Regions from separate parts of the Mus musculus genome. Here all the other regions are linked to region 1. The links are chromatin contacts, called in public promoter capture Hi-C maps. All regions are on one chromosome and are shown on one strand. The core of a region is the stretch at or near the end of the contact, and the rest is flanking DNA. Distances in the headings are between cores, read along the strand shown.

Region 1 (3,017 bases), core at 203-2,702:
GAAAGGACTCATGGCCTGGTAACTCTGGGAACTGTAGAACACAAAGCCAAGGCCGCGCAGGTGAGCCGGGCTACTCCGTGGGGACTGAACCCGGAGTCTTGTGAGTCCCGGGAGCTCCCTCTACGACTCCCGGATGCAAGTCGGTGCCATCTCCATTCGAAGCCCAGGGCCGATGGGCACAGGGCAAAAAAAAAAAAAAAAGGGAAAGGACGGGTGGGCGCGACCGGAGACCACCAAGTCTGAGGCCCCAGGTTTCCAGAACCCCTCTCACACAAGTTGGCTCCCCGAACTCTTTAGGCCCGGGGTCCCAGCAAATGATCACAATATCTATTCCCTCTCCTGCACCCGACCACAAGGCTCCTACGGTCGTGCGTTCCAGGCGTCCGTAGTCCCCAGGCCTGCGTCCTTAGCACTGGGCTACTGTGCCTCGGAGGCCACCCCACTGTTCCCCATCTCGCTTTCGGTCTCCGTGCCCTCAGGCCTCGTGGTACAAGTCCCGTGTCCTTTCTTCCCAATCACTGGACCACTTCGCCTCTTAGTCTCTGTGGTGCGTCCCCAAACACAGAGCACTCAGCAGGGGGTCACTGCGCCTTGGAGCGCGCACTGGCTCTAATTCTCACGCCCCCGTGTCCTGAATACCCCAACATCCAGCCACCACTCCTCGGAGTCCTCACTGTCCTTTGATCTAGTTCCTGCGCCCCCAGCCCCTAGCCATTACGCCTCAGAATCCCCACTGCCCGACGATCCAGCTCCGCGGCGCCTCAAACTCGATGCCTTTCGACCCCAACACCCAACAGACCTCAACTCCTCGGATCCTCTGTTGTCCCACGATCTGGCCCTCACGCCGTCGAGCCTCTGCTTCCTAACATTCGACCACCTTTTCTGTGGTCCAGTCCTTGGTCCGCTATCCCGCGTCCCCCAGCACCGGGCCAATGTTCTTCACAGCCCCTGATGTCGCTGGATCCAACCCTCCGGGACCCTGGCTCACTGTCCTGCGTTACTAGTACCCGGTCACGGCTCTTCCGAGCCCCCGCTGTCCCGGGATCCAACCATCGTGCCCCCAGGCCCGGCCACTGGCGTTACTCACCGGCGACTCGAGTAGCCGTTGCCGGGGGAGCCGGCGCCCTGCTCCGGGTAGCCGTGCTGCTGCAAGGCTGCTGCCGGGAACGGGTAGAGAAAGCCGGTGGCCAGCGCCGACCCGCACAAGCAGCAGCACGCCCATGGTAACAGCAAAACCAGCTTCATTTTGCACCGCTCTCCCGCGGGGACCTAGGGTCCCGGGAGCCGGGAGCCGATCAGGAGTGCCCCAGACCGCTGGACTGACCCTGTTGCCCCAGGCTGGAGCGCAGGGAGCTAGCCGGTGATGGCGTGAAGTCAGGGTCGGAGGTGGAAGTCGTCTTGGGGGGGGGGGGCGCCCACGCCTCTCCAGGGCCGCCTTTTCAAATTCGGCGAGGTGGGCTCTGCGCAGTCGAAGGGGGCGTGGGTCTTTCTTTTTAACCCTCAGCGGTCCAGGACTGAGGAGGTGGCTACCAAGCCGGGGGTACCCCCAGGGACACACATGTTTCCAAACACTAAATCTTACATTGTGGGCTCTTATACACATTTTGCACTTTCCATACCAAGGTGGAGGAGGATTTGGTCCCTCTCAGTACCCAGTCTTTGATCAAACACCGTGACACTGTGAGATATCACTATCTCCATTTTTCAGAGGTAGATCTTGGACTCAAGGAAAGTTAAGCAAGGTTCTGTGGTAAAAGTGTGTGCTACAGAAACCTGACACCCATATAAAAAGCCTGCCATGACACTTAACCCCATCCTTAGAGCCTCCAGCCCTGGGGCTTCTGACCGGGCTCAAGGTTCAGTGAGGGAAACCTTGAATGGAGGTAAGAAAACAAGAGGACTAGAGCCGGACACCCTATGTTACTCTCTAGCCTCAATTTACCCATGCACACGCGTGTGCATAAGCCCCCTCTCACACACACACTTAAGCCTAGCTTGTGTGGTAGTGACCCCTATAATCCCAAGGCTCCACATGCTGATTGTGAATTTGGGGCCAGCCTAAGCTTCATAGTGACAACAGTAACCCAGAAAGTACAAACGGGGTTCTGCATCTGATAGTAGCACCCACAGCACAGGCCAGTTGACAGCAATGTGGAATATTCTGGTCTTTCTCGTTAGTCACGGTGTGGAGGGAAGGTTAGAAGACAAGAGTATTTTCAAATCCAGGTGAAGAGGAGGCTGTGAGCTAACCATTTGTTGAATGTCGCCGGTATCCATGAGGCACACTTCAGATTCCTTTGGGAGGAGGCGCTGAACACCCCTCCCCATAAAGTGGGGGTCCTCCAAACCCTTCAGAGCCCGAGGGAGACATGGATGGGGGGTGTGAAAAAAGGTCCTAGGTCTAAGACGCGCATCCCATGAAGGGGCTATCTACTCTGTGAAGAGTAAACCCGGCCTCCGAGACCCATGAGAACTTGGGAAGGGTGGACATTCCACAAAATAAAACAGAGCCAGGCTGAGCACGGCAGTGCATATCTGCGATTCCAGTTCTAGGAAGTTGGAAGCAGGAGTATTGGTCAGCCTGGGCTACATCACAAGACTTGGTAACAGACAAAAGAACTAAGTTGGGATTGGAGGAACTCTCGGGAAGGGATGGGCAATTTAGGGAAGAAGGTAAAGAGAGTTGAGTGTGATATATTGGGGTACCCATGCTAGAAGGTACCTGTGAGTTATGTATCTATAGGACTATATTAGACCAGATAGCAAGTCAACAGAGTGGGTGGCTCACTCTTTCCTAACAACAGTCCTAAAGCCAGATGGTGTGGGAGACTATAATTCCAGCCCCAAGCAATAGGTACAAGACTTTGAATCCAGCCTAAACCATATAGTGAGAACCAGTCTCAGATGGGCGCAGGGTCGGGGGAGATTCCTGAAAATGTAGCTCAGAGTTCTTGTCCAGAATCCTCCCAGCAAAGTGCTGGGCTGTGGCTCGGTGGTAGAGCCCCTGCCCAAAATGC
Region 2 (3,017 bases), core at 360-2,859, 840 kb before region 1:
AGCCCCTGCCTAGAATCCCCCAGGGAGGGGCTGGGGTGAGGCTCAGTGGTAGAGCCCCTGACTAGAATCCCCCAGGGAGGGGTTGGAGGCGTGTGTGTGTGTGTGTGTGTGTGTGTGTGTGTGTGTGTGTGTGTGTGTGTATGTGTGTTAGTTTGAATGAGAATTCCCCCATAGGCTCATATGTTTGAATACTTGGTCCCTATTTGGTAGAACTGTTTGGGAAGGGTTAGGAGGTGTGGCCTTGTTGGAGAAAGTGTGTCACTAGGGGTGGACTTTGGAGTTTTTAAAGCCATTTCCAGTGTTTTCTTTCTATCTCCTACTTGAGGATCAGTATGTGAGCTTTTGCGTATTTCTACTGCCACGCCATTGCTCCACCATCATGGACTCTAACCCTCCAAACAGCAAGCCCAACTAAATGCTTCTTTTATAAGTCGCCTTGGGCATGGTGTTTTGTCATAGCAATGGAAAGGTGACTACATCAGCATGGATGCAAGGAACTGTGTACCAACCAGGTCTTCAATAACAAACAAAAAAGGCACATTCATGCTGCTGTAGTAGTGCACACATGAATCCCAGAATTTGGAAAAAGGTGGCAAGAAGATCATGAGTTCAAGGCCAGCCTGGACTACACAGCAAGAATTCCTAGTTGGCCAGAGATTCTTAGCAAGATCTGTTTGAAAAGCATACACACACACAGGGTCACTGGTCTGTGGGTCTTATAGCGGGTGTGTGTGTGTGTGTGTGTGTGTGTGTGTGTGTGTGTGTGTGTGTGTTTGGTTGCCAGGTTGCTTGCAGAAGCTAGCAGTGCCTATCTGTGATCACAGGGGCATCAAAAGTTCAAAGACTGCCAGGCAGAGAGAGACACACGCCTTTAATCCCAACATTTGGGAGGCAGAGGCAGGTGGACCTTTGAGTTCAAGGCCAGCCTGGTCTACAGAGTGAGTTCCAGGACAGTCGGGGCTACACAGAGAAACCCTGTCTGGAAAAACCAAAAAAGGAAAAAAGAAAAAAAAAAAAAAGAGTTCAAAAGTCATCTTCTGTTATATAGTGAGTTTGAGGCTAGTCTGTACTACATGGGAACCTGTCTCAAAAACAGACAAACAAACTTAAAACGACATAGAATAAGACTCGTAGGGTTAGCACTCAGGAGACAGAGGCAGGCAGATTTCTGAGTTCGAGGCCAGCCTGGTCTACAAAGTGAGTTCCAGGACAGCCAAGGCTACACAGAGAAACTCTGTCTCGACAAAACAAAACAAAACAAACAAACAAAAAGGACTTGTAGGGTTTGTATAAACAAAATGTTTGTCAGTCACCAAAGGCTGTCCCGTCCTTTCGGAGGACTAGTGCTTCCACTGGAGAAGGAACGGACATTCCGAGCTGGGGAAGACATATCTCCTTGGGCACAGGCTACATGGAGGGCAGGCAGTGTCTGGGAGCTGCTTTGGGGCTGGACTAGGTCAGGGCCAGCCTACCACACAGGCTCTCCCCTCTCCTCACTTCCTGGATAAGGATGGATGGCCAGAGGGTGGCTCCTGGCACCCAGAGTTCAGGAATCCTAGGCATGTGGTTCTGGGCCCAGATAGAGGAGGGGAGTCTCCCTCCCAGGGCCAGGGAGTAAGGTGGTACCACAATTTAGACATCAGCTTTGGGATGGAGGTGACTGGGGGGTCACGTGAAGGCCAACCCTAAATGGCTCCTCTCCCTTAGTTCTGGAGTGGGGCCCCTGTTCAGGAGCCCACTGAGCCCCTCCCTGGGGTGGGCTGGGAGCAGGGAGGGGTGAGCTCATAGGTTCAGGTCTTTCCTGTTCTCCTGGCAGTCCAAGTGACCAGCAACTGTAGGCCAGAGGTGTCGGAGGTGGGGTGAGACAGGACCAGCCCCTAAGCCTGGTCAGGCCTGATCAAGTGCTGTGGCAGTCATGGTGCGAACGCGGTGGCAGCCTCACCCTCCGCCGCCCCTGCTTCTCCTGGTGCTCGTGTGGCTCCCCCAAAGCCTGAGTCTAGGTGAGTGGAGCTCTTGCAATGGATGCCCTTAGCCAAACCTAGGGTTCTGGGAACCTATTACACCTCCTGGACCGAGAGAATCGGGGAGGGGAGGGGGAGCCCCACAGAACAGCAGTGCTTATCTCGATTCTCACCTTTGTCCCCCATGGCTATAGACCTGATTGCCTACGTGCCGCAGATAACAGCCTGGGACCTGGAAGGGAAGATCACAGCCACTACATTCTCTCTGGAGCAGCCTCGGTGCGTCTTTGATGAGCATGTCTCAACTAAGGACACCATCTGGCTAGTGGTGGCTTTCAGCAATGGTGCGTGCTGAGGACTTGGGGTCTTGGGGTGAGGGCATGGGCTGAGAAGAGATACCCGAGGATCTGGGTGGATGGTAACATTGACCTTGTCTCTGGGTGTGAGGGTCAGGACTGTAGATTAGATTAGCCAGGGATGTGTTGAGCACAAGGTGGGCAAAGCCTGTCCTTTTTTTTTTTTTTTTTTTGAGACAGGGTCTGCTGTAGCCCAGGTGACCTTAAACTTCTGAGCTTACTGCCTCCACCTTCCAATTGCTGGGACGGTGGGCATGCACAACCATGCCAGTCCATGTGGTACCAGGGATAGAGGCCAGGGTTTATGCATTGCTAGGCAAGTACAACCTTCCTAATGCTGACGCCCCTTCAACGCAGTTCCTCATGCTGTGGTGACCCCCACCCCAACAAAAAAATTATTTCATTGCTATTTCATAACTGTAATTTTGCTACCAATACGAATTTTTAATGTAAATATCTCATGTGTGATCCTGAGTTGTTGGAGCCCCGATGGGGATCGAGACCCATTATGTCACCTGGGGAAGTGGGGTCACGCCCTCTGCAGATCGCTTCCTGGGACAGAAGCAGTCCGCTGCTCTCTATTCCTTTAAAATAACTGTCTTGCACTTGCTTATTTATTGTATGTAGCAGTCCAGACGTGATCGTGGGCAATTCAGAGGACAGCTTGAGGGAGTCAGGTCTCTCCTTCCAACCTGTGGGT
Region 3 (3,017 bases), core at 311-2,810, 800 kb before region 1:
CCGATCTTATAGTCTTTAAGTAACATACAAACAATAATTCCTTGGGGGTACTTTTGGCTATTTTATTTTAGTAGAGAGTGAGATCCCCATCAGAGACTAACAAAGCTTGGTGTTTTTGCCGAGGACCAGAGTTTGGTTCCAAGCACCTACAGTAGGTGGCTCCAATTTCAGGGGGAATCTGATACCCTCTTCTGGCCTCCAGAGGTACTGCATATGTGCACATAGCATAATAAAATCTGGTGGAGTGGTGCTGATGACGCACCCCTTAATTCCCAGCACTTGGAGAGGCAGAGGCGAGGGGAATCTCTGTGAGTTTGAAGTCAGCCTGGTTTATAGAGTTCCAGGACAGTCAGGGTTACTCAAAGAAACCCTGTGTCAAAAAAAAAAAAAAATCTGTATGTATGTCTGTATCCCCAATGGAATCTTATTTTGGGGTAAAGAAGAATAAAATGATGTCACTCGTAGCAGAATTTTTGACCAGGACACTCAAGGACCTAGGTTTGGTCACCAGTATGGGCAGCGATGGCGGGCTGGAATGCAGATCTAGGGCTAGGTAAGTATGGTTCACTTGCTAAACTGCTTTGCAAGCAGAAGAATCACTCGTTCCCAGGACTAATGGATAGCTGGGCATGGTGTTGAACTCTTGTAAAGAACTCCAGAAGTGGGCAAGATGGAGAAAGGTGGATCCTGGAGTCTCACTGGCCAGCCAGTCTAGACTACTGGGGAGGTTTCAAGCCAATGAGAGACCTTGTGTCTTACAAGGTGGGGCAGAGGAGATGGGTCAGTAGAAAGACTCCTGCCCAAGTCTGATAATCTGAATTTGATCCCTGGGACCCATTTGGTGAAAGTAAAGAAAAGATTCTTGCGGGTGTCCTCTGATTTCCACTTGGGACCACAACATGTAAGCCACACCCTAATCAATCAGCCAATAAAAAACAAAAATTTTAAAAAGGTAGCCAGAGCCTGGAGGTGGTGGTGCAGGCTTTTAATCCCAACACTTGGGAGGCAGAGACAAGTGAATCTTTGTATTCGAGCCCAGCCTGGTCTGTAGAGAGAGTTCTAGGACAGCTAGGGCTACACAGAAAAACCCTGTCTCAAAAATAAATAAATAAACAAATAAATAAATGGTGGACGGATCTTGAAGAATGAAATCGGAGGGTGATCTCTGGCCTCTACCTGCACACCTGAACACACACGAAACCACAATACAAACACGCCCCAAACAATCCTGTTTTCCAGATTTGATGTCCTCAAACTTTCCCAACTGCCTGAGTCTTCACATCTTTCCAGGTCTGTCACAGACAAGTTACTCCCAGCGTGCGGCCATTAATGGATTTGCAGCTATGCTGCACACCCAGGTCCCTCCGTGAGCCTGGGCTCTCTCTCTGAGAATCGAGAGCACCAGGAGGGATCCTGGTGGTGGAAGAATCTCCGGGTGCCAGCAGCTACACTTCGGGGCAGGCCCCGCCCGCCCTCCCTTCCAGGTGGCCAATGAGGGACGCAAGCCGCATAGGCCGCGCCCATTCTGGGCATCCAGGACGCTGATTGGTCCTTCCATGCAGTGTCTCCCCGCCCCCGCAGGAGGGGCGGGGAGGGGTGAATGGAGTAGCGGAGATCCCTCAGCCCCAGCGCTCCCCTCTCTGGCCTCCGCACCCGCCTGCCTGCAGCGCCACTCGCACTGTTCCCCCTCCTTACCCCGAGAGGGGACCCATGAGTCCGAACCCCTCCCCGCCAGGCCTCCACGTCGCCGACCCGCAATGGCCAAGCGCAGTTCGCTGTCCATCCGAATCGTAGAAGGGAAAAATCTGCCCGCCAAGGACATGTGAGTAGTGGGTACGGGTGGTGGCCACCCCAACTTTGATGGGATCCCCTTTTATATACTTGACCTTTGCGGGGGGTCCTTAGGGCTTCCCCACAAGGAGAGCAGCGGAGAGGATGTGGCGTGTACAGCCACGGAGGGGGACTGGCTACGAAAATGGGGACAGCGAGATTTGCTGTGAATACCTGACAGAGTGGAGGGGCAAGCTAGAGGCGGAGGGCTAGAGACAAGGGAGGGGCTTCTCCACCTGGGAACAGCAGGAAGCCAGGGCTCATAGGGGGGCAGGAGTTTTAAAAGACTGAAACTGGCACTGGGATGGCATCGCAAGAACTGCCCAGGGTGTGGCTGAAAGGGGCGGAGTGTCCCCCCCTCTCTCTGTAGTTTGGGAGTCCATAACAACCCCAAGAGTTGTCCGCCGGACTTGTTCGCTATTCGCTATTCATTTGGGCAAGGCATGCAGGTGTGAAAAGTGGGGGTGGGGGTGTAGGTCAAGGGGACAGGAGGGATGCATAGAGGCAGGATTTAGAGTCTCCCTTGACTTTGCCGGGCCTCTCCCTTTAATCGCTCCCTGCAAGGCATTTCTCCTCGGACCACTTTACAGATTAGAAAACCGATGCCGACAGACAGGAAATGTTAGCTGGTGGTGTCAAAGCAAGGTCGTGAATCTAGGGCTCCTAAAATGCATTACCGTCCTTCATAAAGCTTCCTCTAATCCATCGCCAGATTTGGGGAGCTTTCGGACACCCCTTTGTCACACTGTTTTTAGTGAGTTCCCGAGGTCAACTGCGTGACTCCTAGAACGTGTCTCGTGGCTTTCTTATGTCCTCATTTGCAAAGATTCAGTTTCCCTTTCTGGACCCAAGTGCTTGAAATCCTAGTGTCGGGGAGAAGCCACGATCATAAAACCGAAGAAAGGGCGGGGCAGAGGCCTAGGGTTCAAAGTGCGCTCCGGGTCCCGGTGGGTTTCCTGGCTACAGAGAACTGAGAATTGGGGAGGTGTGTGTGTGTGTGTGTGTGTGTGTGTGTGTGTGTGTGTGTTCATCTCTCCGGCGGGCAGGCGGGCTCTCCCAGCACTCTCAGTGCCAGGAGCGGTTCCAGTTCAAGGCCCCCTGGGCCTGAAGAGGCCAGCTCAGCAGTTGCCATGGCAATGGGGAGGGAGGAGGGTGGGCTGACTTAAGGTGGGTTTCTGTGCATAAAG

What was found. Promoter capture Hi-C pulls out the DNA fragments that hold promoters and counts their contacts.
Region 2: a contact with region 1 is called in a promoter capture Hi-C map of liver, with 2.4 times the contacts expected there. The contact joins the promoter of Upk3b here to the promoter of Col26a1 in region 1. A contact is called at or near these places in 5 of 39 promoter capture datasets (the C10 cell line, hematopoietic stem and progenitor cells, liver and 1 more) and 1 of 9 other capture datasets (adipose tissue).
Region 3: a promoter capture Hi-C map of pre-B cells shows a contact between it and region 1, with 5 times the contacts expected there. The contact joins the promoter of Rasa4 here to the promoter of Col26a1 in region 1. A contact is called at or near these places in 4 of 39 promoter capture datasets (hippocampal neurons, liver and pre-B cells) and 1 of 115 datasets of contacts at active chromatin or transcription factors (large pre-B cells).

The regions. Positions count from the first base shown.
Region 1 is chr5:136,881,763-136,884,779 of GRCm38.p6, forward strand. Col26a1 (collagen, type XXVI, alpha 1) reads right to left here and starts at 1,453. Exons shown (of 13, transcript NM_001346699.1): 1 at 1,088-1,453. The coding sequence starts at 1,245.
Region 2 is chr5:136,036,887-136,039,903 of GRCm38.p6, forward strand. It overlaps Upk3b (uroplakin 3B), which reads left to right and starts at 1,610. Exons shown (of 6, transcript NM_175309.4): 1 at 1,610-2,000; 2 at 2,156-2,305. The coding sequence starts at 1,916.
Region 3 is chr5:136,082,356-136,085,372 of GRCm38.p6, forward strand. It overlaps Rasa4 (RAS p21 protein activator 4), which reads left to right and starts at 1,561. Exons shown (of 21, transcript NM_133914.3): 1 at 1,561-1,822. The coding sequence starts at 1,758.